Regions from separate parts of the Pan troglodytes genome. Here all the other regions are linked to region 1. The links are chromatin contacts, called in public HiChIP or PLAC-seq maps. All regions are on one chromosome and are shown on one strand. The core of a region is the stretch at or near the end of the contact, and the rest is flanking DNA. Distances in the headings are between cores, read along the strand shown.

What was found. HiChIP or PLAC-seq counts read pairs in DNA pulled down with a chosen protein or histone mark.
Region 2: an H3K4me3 HiChIP or PLAC-seq map of stem cell-derived excitatory neurons shows a contact between it and region 1, with 2.7 times the contacts expected there. The contact joins the promoter of RPS14 here to the promoter of RBM22 in region 1. A contact is called at or near these places in 1 of 7 Hi-C or Micro-C datasets (induced pluripotent stem cells) and 1 of 1 datasets of contacts at active chromatin or transcription factors (stem cell-derived excitatory neurons).
Region 3: an H3K4me3 HiChIP or PLAC-seq map of stem cell-derived excitatory neurons shows a contact between it and region 1, with 10 times the contacts expected there. The contact joins the promoter of IRGM here to the promoter of RBM22 in region 1. A contact is called at or near these places in 1 of 7 Hi-C or Micro-C datasets (stem cell-derived neural progenitor cells) and 1 of 1 datasets of contacts at active chromatin or transcription factors (stem cell-derived excitatory neurons).

The regions. Positions count from the first base shown.
Region 1 is chr4:148,426,357-148,429,091 of NHGRI_mPanTro3-v2.0_pri, forward strand. It overlaps RBM22 (RNA binding motif protein 22), which reads right to left and starts at 1,361. Exons shown (of 11, transcript XM_001167240.6): 1 at 1,165-1,361; 2 at 676-729. The coding sequence starts at 1,218.
Region 2 is chr4:148,176,119-148,178,853 of NHGRI_mPanTro3-v2.0_pri, forward strand. It overlaps RPS14 (ribosomal protein S14), which reads right to left and starts at 1,340. Exons shown (of 5, transcript XM_003310899.6): 1 at 1,007-1,340.
Region 3 is chr4:148,572,700-148,575,434 of NHGRI_mPanTro3-v2.0_pri, forward strand. IRGM (immunity related GTPase M) reads left to right here and starts at 1,369. Exons shown (of 2, transcript NM_001160207.2): 1 at 1,369-2,064; 2 at 2,557-2,735.

The sequences.
Region 1 (2,735 bases), core at 111-2,610:
GATACAGCTGTGGCCCGCCCACTTTACAAAGTTTAGTCAAAAGGTAGCTACTGTAGACTTGTCCTGTGCCAATGCCCGGAATATAGTAAATGTTCTGTTTAAACAGAACTATTCAAACATCTTGAACCATTCAAACATCGTGAACATACTAACATATCAACACCTCTACGACTACACAATAATACAGCCCTAACCTTATTATTGTTAACTAGTTCTAATTTTACCCTAGTTTGTAACAAAGGGGGAATGCTTACTTTAAAGAGATAAAGTACACTGGCCAAAAGGCATTTGACCAGGATTCAGGAAACCTAGTTTCTAGTTCTGGTTCTCCTCCTATCATGCTGACATTCCTAGAGCCAGAATATCTGAACTTAAATCCCAGCTCCATTCCTTACTATTGTATGAAAAGACACAAACGCTCTACCTTCTGGTCAACAGACCTATTTCCTAGGTAAATGCTCAACAAATACTAGCTATCGTTATTACCCCTACATTACAGGAGTGTTACCGGATTCGTAAGAGAATACACATGACAGTTCTTTGCAAGTCGTCCAGCACTTCGCGTTAGTAAAAGAGCATCATTTTTTCTGCTTGTCTAAGAGAAACACTTCACAGTGTGCAAGTACCACAACATCGACAGGACATGAATAACTCGTTTCACACGCAATCACTCACCATTCGGATATATGGGTTTTCTCCAAGACATGTCTGGCACAGAATGGGGAAGTCCTGGTGAAAATGGGAAATCTGGTTGAGGACCACCCTCCGAAGACCCTGACACCTCAATGACACTTGGGGTGGCGAGGGGGCGGGGAAGCGAGGGTGGGGAACTAGGCACGGCAGGAACCCGAAGTCCATCACGACCCGATCGCGGGAGGGGGCGCTGTCTGCACTTCCGGCAGGCGGCGGGAGAAAAGAAAACCAGCTCTAATAGGCTGGAGGGGGCAGGGATGGAAAGGGTGCTGGTCCCGGGACCCTGGCTAAGCCCCCTCCCTTCAAGCCCGCAGGAGGATCGCCCTCCGCCCTCCTGCTCCGGCCAAGCTAGGCCGCCGCGCTGGCTCCTCCCCGGAATTCCTTCGGCCGCGCCGCAGGCCCTGTCCTGCCAGCTTGCAAGGTTCGCGGCTTCGCCTCCTCCTTCCATCCTCCTCCGGCAGGCACACTCACCGCATCCTCCCAGTTCTGCCTGTTGTAGGTGTTGGAACCCAGAGAGGTCGCCATCTTGAGAGCGTCCGGAGGTAGCTGTAGCTTCCGAATTGGGAGAGAGGACCGCCACAATCCCGTCAAGCCCCGAGGCTAGCGCCGCGCCGGTCGGCGTCTTATTTACGCGTCTAGGGTTTCTTCCGGGGCGGGGCCTTTGCGTCATGACGTCGCCCGCTCTTGGAATTTCTAAGCTTAACAATTGGGGTCCTGGTATAATGCACCTGGATGCTTCCTTCGAGTTTTTGCCTGCTTGGAATGAAGGGCCACACGTACAGTTGATTCATTTAAAAATTGGGCGAAAGAATAAAGGAAGACGTAATGCATCAGAGGCTGGGGTTAAAATAGCGTTCGCTACCACTGAGGCGCTTATTATGCCAAACTCTGGGCGAACGTCTTGCGGTTCCAGTGTCTTATTTATTCTCATAACCTCTCTGTAGGGCTCTCTGTAGGGCTGCCAGATTCTGATTCTGTCTCTCTCGCTCTCTCTCTCTGTCACTCACACACGCACATGCACACACACACACGCACGAATTACAGAACGTCTAAAGTTGAATTTCAGATTAACCGCGAATCGCTTTTTAATTATAAATATATATGGTACCTACTTGTCCTAAAGTAGGATTCGTGGTTGACCTGAAATTCACATCACTTAACCAATCGTCCTGTATTTTATCTGGTAACTCTACCCTGTAGGCAAGTATGATGATCCCTCTTTTATAGAAAAGAAAACAGGTTTAGAGAGATTAACCTAATCTCTCCTGATATAGCTCCTGGTTGTGGAGCTAAAAAGTGGTGAAGCCACAAATTCATTAGTACTGTTTTATTTCCAGCTTCTGAAATGACAAGAGTCTTACGAATCAACATATGCATTATTTGATTTTTGGAATAACTCATAACCACTCTGCCAATATTTTATGAGTTTCAAGCCATTCTGGTACCACTTTCATACTTATCGTGTCATCAAGCTACCTAACACATTTATTTAAATCACCTCATTAAAAAAAAAGGTTGATTTAAAGTATAATTTACATAAAGTTTTATCCTTTTTAGTTTTGAATTTTGTACATACATTCACTTACAGTCAAATGTGGAATTGTCTGTCATCCCCAAAGTTCCCTTGTTTCTGTAGTTAGTCCACTTATCCCATACTCAAACCATGGCAGTCCCTAATTTGTGTTCTGTCTCTAGTTTTGCCTTTTCCAGAATGTCACATAAGTGGAATCCTATATATCCTTTTGGATCTGATATTTTTTCACTTAGTATTTTGTAGTTGAGATTCATCCATATTATTACATGTATCAATAATTTCTTCCTTTGTATTACTGAGTAGAATTCCATTGTATGGATATATCATACAATTCACTTGCCAGTTGCTGGATATTTGGGTTGTTCCCAGATTTTAGTGAATATAAATAAAACCATTATAAACATTCACATACAGATCGTTGTATGGATATTGGTTTTCGTTTTGCTTGTGTAAATGCCTTAGAGTGAGATTATTTGATCATATGGTAAGTATATCTTTTCCTTTCTAA
Region 2 (2,735 bases), core at 90-2,589, 250 kb before region 1:
GACTCCCAGCCCAGCACTCTCTGCCTCCTGCCAAGATGCCTCTACACCACAAATAACTACCCTAGTCTGTCTCAGGTGTTCCTAGATCTCTCCTGTGCCTTCCCTATATAAACTTTAGTTAAATGTGTGACCACAGTAAGTACTTCAAGTGTAAGTCTTGGGTGTACGAAGTTAAATGTTCCTATCTTCAAATCAGACCAATGAGCACGACCCAGTGCGTTAACTATTCTAAGGAACGCGCCACAGGAGAGAAGCCCAAAGTTCTGCCTCGAGAAGCATAGAAAGGCTCCAGCATATCTCAAATACGTAAGCATGAGTATGTTTCGGCATGATGGCCATTCAGTAAATGCCAATTTGCAGTTTCTCCGTTCCTAACATCCCCTAAAGTAACGAGCAGAGTGGTCATCAGGAGTATATAAACGCAGGGCAAGCGCACAGCAAACATTGGTGCTGGGCCCTGAGCGCCCAGAACTTGCAACGTGCCCGACTCAGCAACGGAAAGAATCGCCCAGATTTAGAAGCATCCAACATAGTGCGAGAGTTTTCCCTGCTTTCCTTCTTTGAATGATCACTACAAACCCATGGGATCGGTGCTATTGTTATTCCTATTTTGCAGACGAGGAAACAAACGAGATTAGGCGTGGGCCTGCGATCACCAAGAAAAAAATTTGGCGAGGTAGAGGCGGGAGCCCACGTCTGTCCCGGGTTCCCTCAACTACGCTGTGCAGCTCAAACGCGGCCGTGGCCGTATTGCGGGGCCGAGGCCTTAAAAGGCTGGACCCGCACTCACCCTTACTTCACAAGCTCCTCCCTGAAGCAAAACGGGCCTTCTGAGACCAGGAACGAACTCAATCCCGAGTTGGCCAGGATCCAGGTGGGCCAGCCGCGCGTCTCTTGCCCGGCACCTAGCTCGGTTCCCACGGAAAGAACCCCGTCTCTCGTCCCAAGCCCCACAGGGTCCCCTCGCCGCAGGATGCCCCCCGATTGTCGCGCCCGGGCCTCCTACCTGCACGTCGTCTCCAGACTCCACACCGGAAAGAGAGAGTGGGAGAGGGCGGAGCGACGGGGGGTCACTTCCGTGTCCCGGAAGTATACCTCTGAGGTCACGGGGCGAGGTCGGGTCCCGGAAGACGCCGGCATTATTCCTCCCAAAGAGTTTAAGACTCGTCATAGGGAAAGACGGTTTATTACTTAAGGGAGAGCGAAAAGAGGTAGAGGGCTGGTTGTCGCTGCGAGCGGGTCGGCCTAAGCGACAGTACGAAGCGGCTACACCCGCGGGGTGAGGTGGGCCTGTATTCCATGATGGCGGTGGTCGTGTCTAGACAGACTTCCGCCATCCTGACTCCCGCCCTGGCAGCCTCGGAGCGGCAGCGCCCCTTGTGTGGAGCAGGGGAATAACAACAACAAAACGGCCTTAATTAAAGCTAGGGTGGCGCCGGCCTGTGGTCCCAGTTACTCAGGAGGCTGAGGATCGCTTCGTCCAAGTAGTTCGAGGCCAGCCTAGGCAACATAGTCGGGGAAAACACACCGTAATCACTTACTTTGGCATATTATATAATGGGCAAAATAAGAATAAATTATTCAATATGTGTTTTCAGACCGGTCTGGGCTAAACAGTTTATATGCATTGCTTCATTTACTCCTCAAGACATTATCAAATAATTTTGATTTCCCTCTTACAGATAAAGGATGTTAACTGAGAGCACACCTTTGCAGAAGGGTTTGGAATTCTAGCTTCAAAGCCCACGTGTTTAATAGCTACTTCCACATAGCCCTCTAATAACAATATACATGTATATATTTCGACCGAATCTTGTTCTGTAGCCAAGGCTGGAGTGCAGTGGCACAATCTCGGCTGACCGCAACCTCTGCCTCCCAGGTTCAAGCTATTCTGCCTCAGCCTCCCGAGTAGCTGGGACTACAGGCGCGTGCCACCACGCCCGGCAAATTTTTGTGTGTGTGTGTATTTTTAGTAGAGACGGGGTTTTACCGTGTTGACTAGGGTGGTCTGGATTTTCTGACCTCGTGATCCACCTGCCTCGGCCTCCCAAAGTGCTGGGATTACAGGCGTGAGCCACCGTGGCCAGCCTCTAATAACAATATTGAAGGACCTTGAAGGCTTGGGAGAATATGTCGGAGCTGTGGGGAAGGGCCAAGAAGTGTACCTCACAGAGCTAGGCAAGCGGTAGATACATTTTATCTATGTACTATATGTAATATTTATATGGAATATATATAGTATTTTTGAATTACATACTATATAAATATTATAAATATATTTTTAATATATAAATATATCCTGTGGCTCCAGCCTGGGTGACACAGCGAGACCCTGTCTCAAAAAAAAAAAAATTTACTCTGCTAAACTGAAAAACTCAACATACCTTCTTTTTTTTTTTTTTGAGACGGAGTCTGGCTCTTGTTGCCCAGGCTGGAGTGCAGTGACGCCATCTTGGCTCACTGCAAGCTCCGCTTCCTGGGTTCAAGTGATTCTCCTGCCTCATCTCCCGAGTAGCTGGGATTACAGGTGTGCGCCACCACACCCGGCTAATTTTTGTATTTTTAGTAGAGACGGGGTTTCACCGTGTTGTCCAGGCTGGTCTCGAACTCCTGCCTCAGGTGATCCACCCGCCTCGGTCTCCCAAAGGGCTGGGATTATAGGCGTGAGCCAATGCACCCAGCCTCAACATACCTTCTCGTTGCATTGCATTTCTTCCATGATGAGTGACGTCAAA
Region 3 (2,735 bases), core at 119-2,618, 150 kb after region 1:
GTGTGTGTTGGGGGGTAAGTAAACATGGCTGGGCATGGGTGAGTGTGCACACCAGGTGTGAGTGGCTGTGTGCAGTGTTGTGTGTGTTCACAATGAGTGTGTGAAACAGACCTGCCAGGCCATGCTAGTGAGAGGTGACAGCGTGCTGGCAGCCCTCGCAGCCCTCGCTGGCTCTCGGAGCCTCCTCAGCCTTGGCGCCCACTCTGGCGGTGCTTGAGGAGCCCTTCAGCCCGCCACTGCACTGTGGGAGCCCCTTTCTGGGCTGGCCAAGGCTGGAGCTGGCTCCCTCAGCTTGTGGAGAGGTGTGGAGGGAGAGGCACGGGCAGCAACTGGGGCTGCGGGCATTGCTTGTGGGCCAGCGCAAGTTCCGGGTGGGCGTGGGCTCAGCGGGCCCGCACTCAGAGCAGCCGTCCGGCCCCAACGGCCCCTGGCAGTGAGGGGCTTAGCACCTGGTCCAGCAGCTGCTGTGCTGGATTTCTCCCCAGCCTTAGCTGCCTCCCTGCAGGGCAGGGCTTGGGACCTGCAGCCCGCCATGCCTGAGCCTCTCTCCCCTGCCCCACTCCGTGGGCTCCTGCACAGCCCGAGCCTCCCCTATGAGCGCCACTCCCTGCTCCAAGGTGCCCAGTCCAATCCACTGCCCAAGGGCTGAAGAGTGCAGGCGCATGGCCAGGGACTGCCAGGCAGCTTCACCTGTGGCCCGGTGCAGGATCCACTGGGTGAAGCCAGCTGGGCTCCTGAGTCTGGTGGGGGCTTGGACAACGTTTATGTCTAGCTAAGGGATTGTAAATACACCAATCAGCACTCTGTATCTAGCTCAAGGTTTGTAAACACACCAATCAGCACCCTGTGTCTAGCTCAGGGTTTGCGAACGCACCAATCGACACTCTATATCTAGCTAATCTAGTGGGGACATGGAGAACTTTTGTGTCTAGCTCAGGAATTATAAATGCACCAATCAGCACCCTGTGTCTAGCTCAGGGTTTGTGGATGCACCAATCAGCACTCTGAGCCTAGCTAATCTGGTGGGGACTTGGAGAATCTTTATGTCTAGCTAAGGGATTGTGAATGCACCAATTGGCACTCTATATCTAGCTCAAGGTTTGTAAACACACCAATCAGCACCCTGTGTCTAGCTCAAGGTTTGCGAATGCACCAATCTATACTCTGTATCTAGCTAATCTAGTGGGGACGTGGAGAACTTTTGTGTCTAGCTCAGGGATTGTAAACGCACCAATCAGCACCCTGTCAAAACGGACCAATCAGCTCTCTGTAAAACAGACCAATCGGCTCTCTGTAAAATGGACCAATCAGCAGGATGTGGGTGGGCCAGATAAGAGAATAAAAGCAGACTGCCCGAGCCAGCAGTAGTAACCTGCTTGGGTCCCCTTCCACGGTGTGGAAGCTTTGTTCTTTTGCACTTTGCAATAAATCTTAGGCTGCTCATTCTTTGGGTCCACACTGCCTTTATGAGCTGTAACACTCACGGCGAAAGTCTGCAGCATCACTCCTGAAGCCAGTGAAACAACGAACCCACCGGGAGAAACGAACAACTCCAGACTCGCCACCTCAAGAGCTGTAACACTCACCTCGAAGGTCTGCAGCTTCACTCCCGAGCCAGTGAAACCACGAACCCACCGGAAGGAAGAAACTCTGAACACATCCAAACGTCAGAAGGAACAAACTCCAGACACGCAGCCTTTAAGAACTGTAACACTCACTGCGAGGGTCCGTGGCTTCCTTCTTGAAGTCAGTGAGAGGAAGAACCCACCAATTCCGGTAGGAGTAGGGAATCACATCACCTTCTTTTAATCAGTCTCAAATACCTGGCCCCTTGTGGAACCTGCAAGAGCCAGGTTTGGCGAATGCAATGATAAGCAATTGTCTAATCACTGCCTTGAAAAAGAGCAGAGCATTTGAGTATGCTGTCTCCTCCTCTCCCTCACTTCAGTTGGGCCCAACATGACAGTCTTAATGGAAGCGCGGGCGTCAAAGGCTGGTGGCTTACTTCATGTATATTGCAGCATTTCGGTACTTCTCTGCACGTGTGCTCCCCCGACTGATGAGGTAAGTGTTAAACAGGGATGATCACAGCTTCAAGTAAGCAATGGGAATTGGATGTTTTATGTCCTCTGGCGCCATCTTCAGCAGAGAAATATATAGGTCATTTTTACTTGTCTGGTCTTGGTCTTGAAATATGTACTGAAACTTGTGAAGGAGCAGACCTATATTAGGATAGAGTAAAAGAGGGAAAGACAAAAACCTCTTGGGCTTTTCAGGAGACTTGGTTCATTCTCTGCTTTTCAAGCCGTCTCATGGCCACATGCCTGCTTTGGAGGCTGACTGTTGGAGGCACAACCGGCCTCAGGGCGTTCCTCAGGGACCTTACCTTTCTTGCTCCCTGAAGAAATGTGCACATTGCTTGAATAAAAACAACCAAAGAACACTCAATCAAGATCGTCTTTGCTGCAGTCTTCGTTGAGGGCTGGGGATGCTAAAAGTCAGATGATTCCTGTGTACCCTGTCCATCCTAACTCACCTGCTCTTCTACTTCTGCAGCTTACTCCAGTGCCCACAGATACGACAGAGTTCCCGAGTGCCCCTCACACTCTATTAGCTGCATCCTTAACCTCTTTTTGCCGCACCATAAGCATTGGGGTTTTTTTGTTTGTTTTGAGATGGAGTCTTGGTCTGTTGCCAGGCTGGGGTGCAATGGCGTGATCTCAGCTCACTGCAAT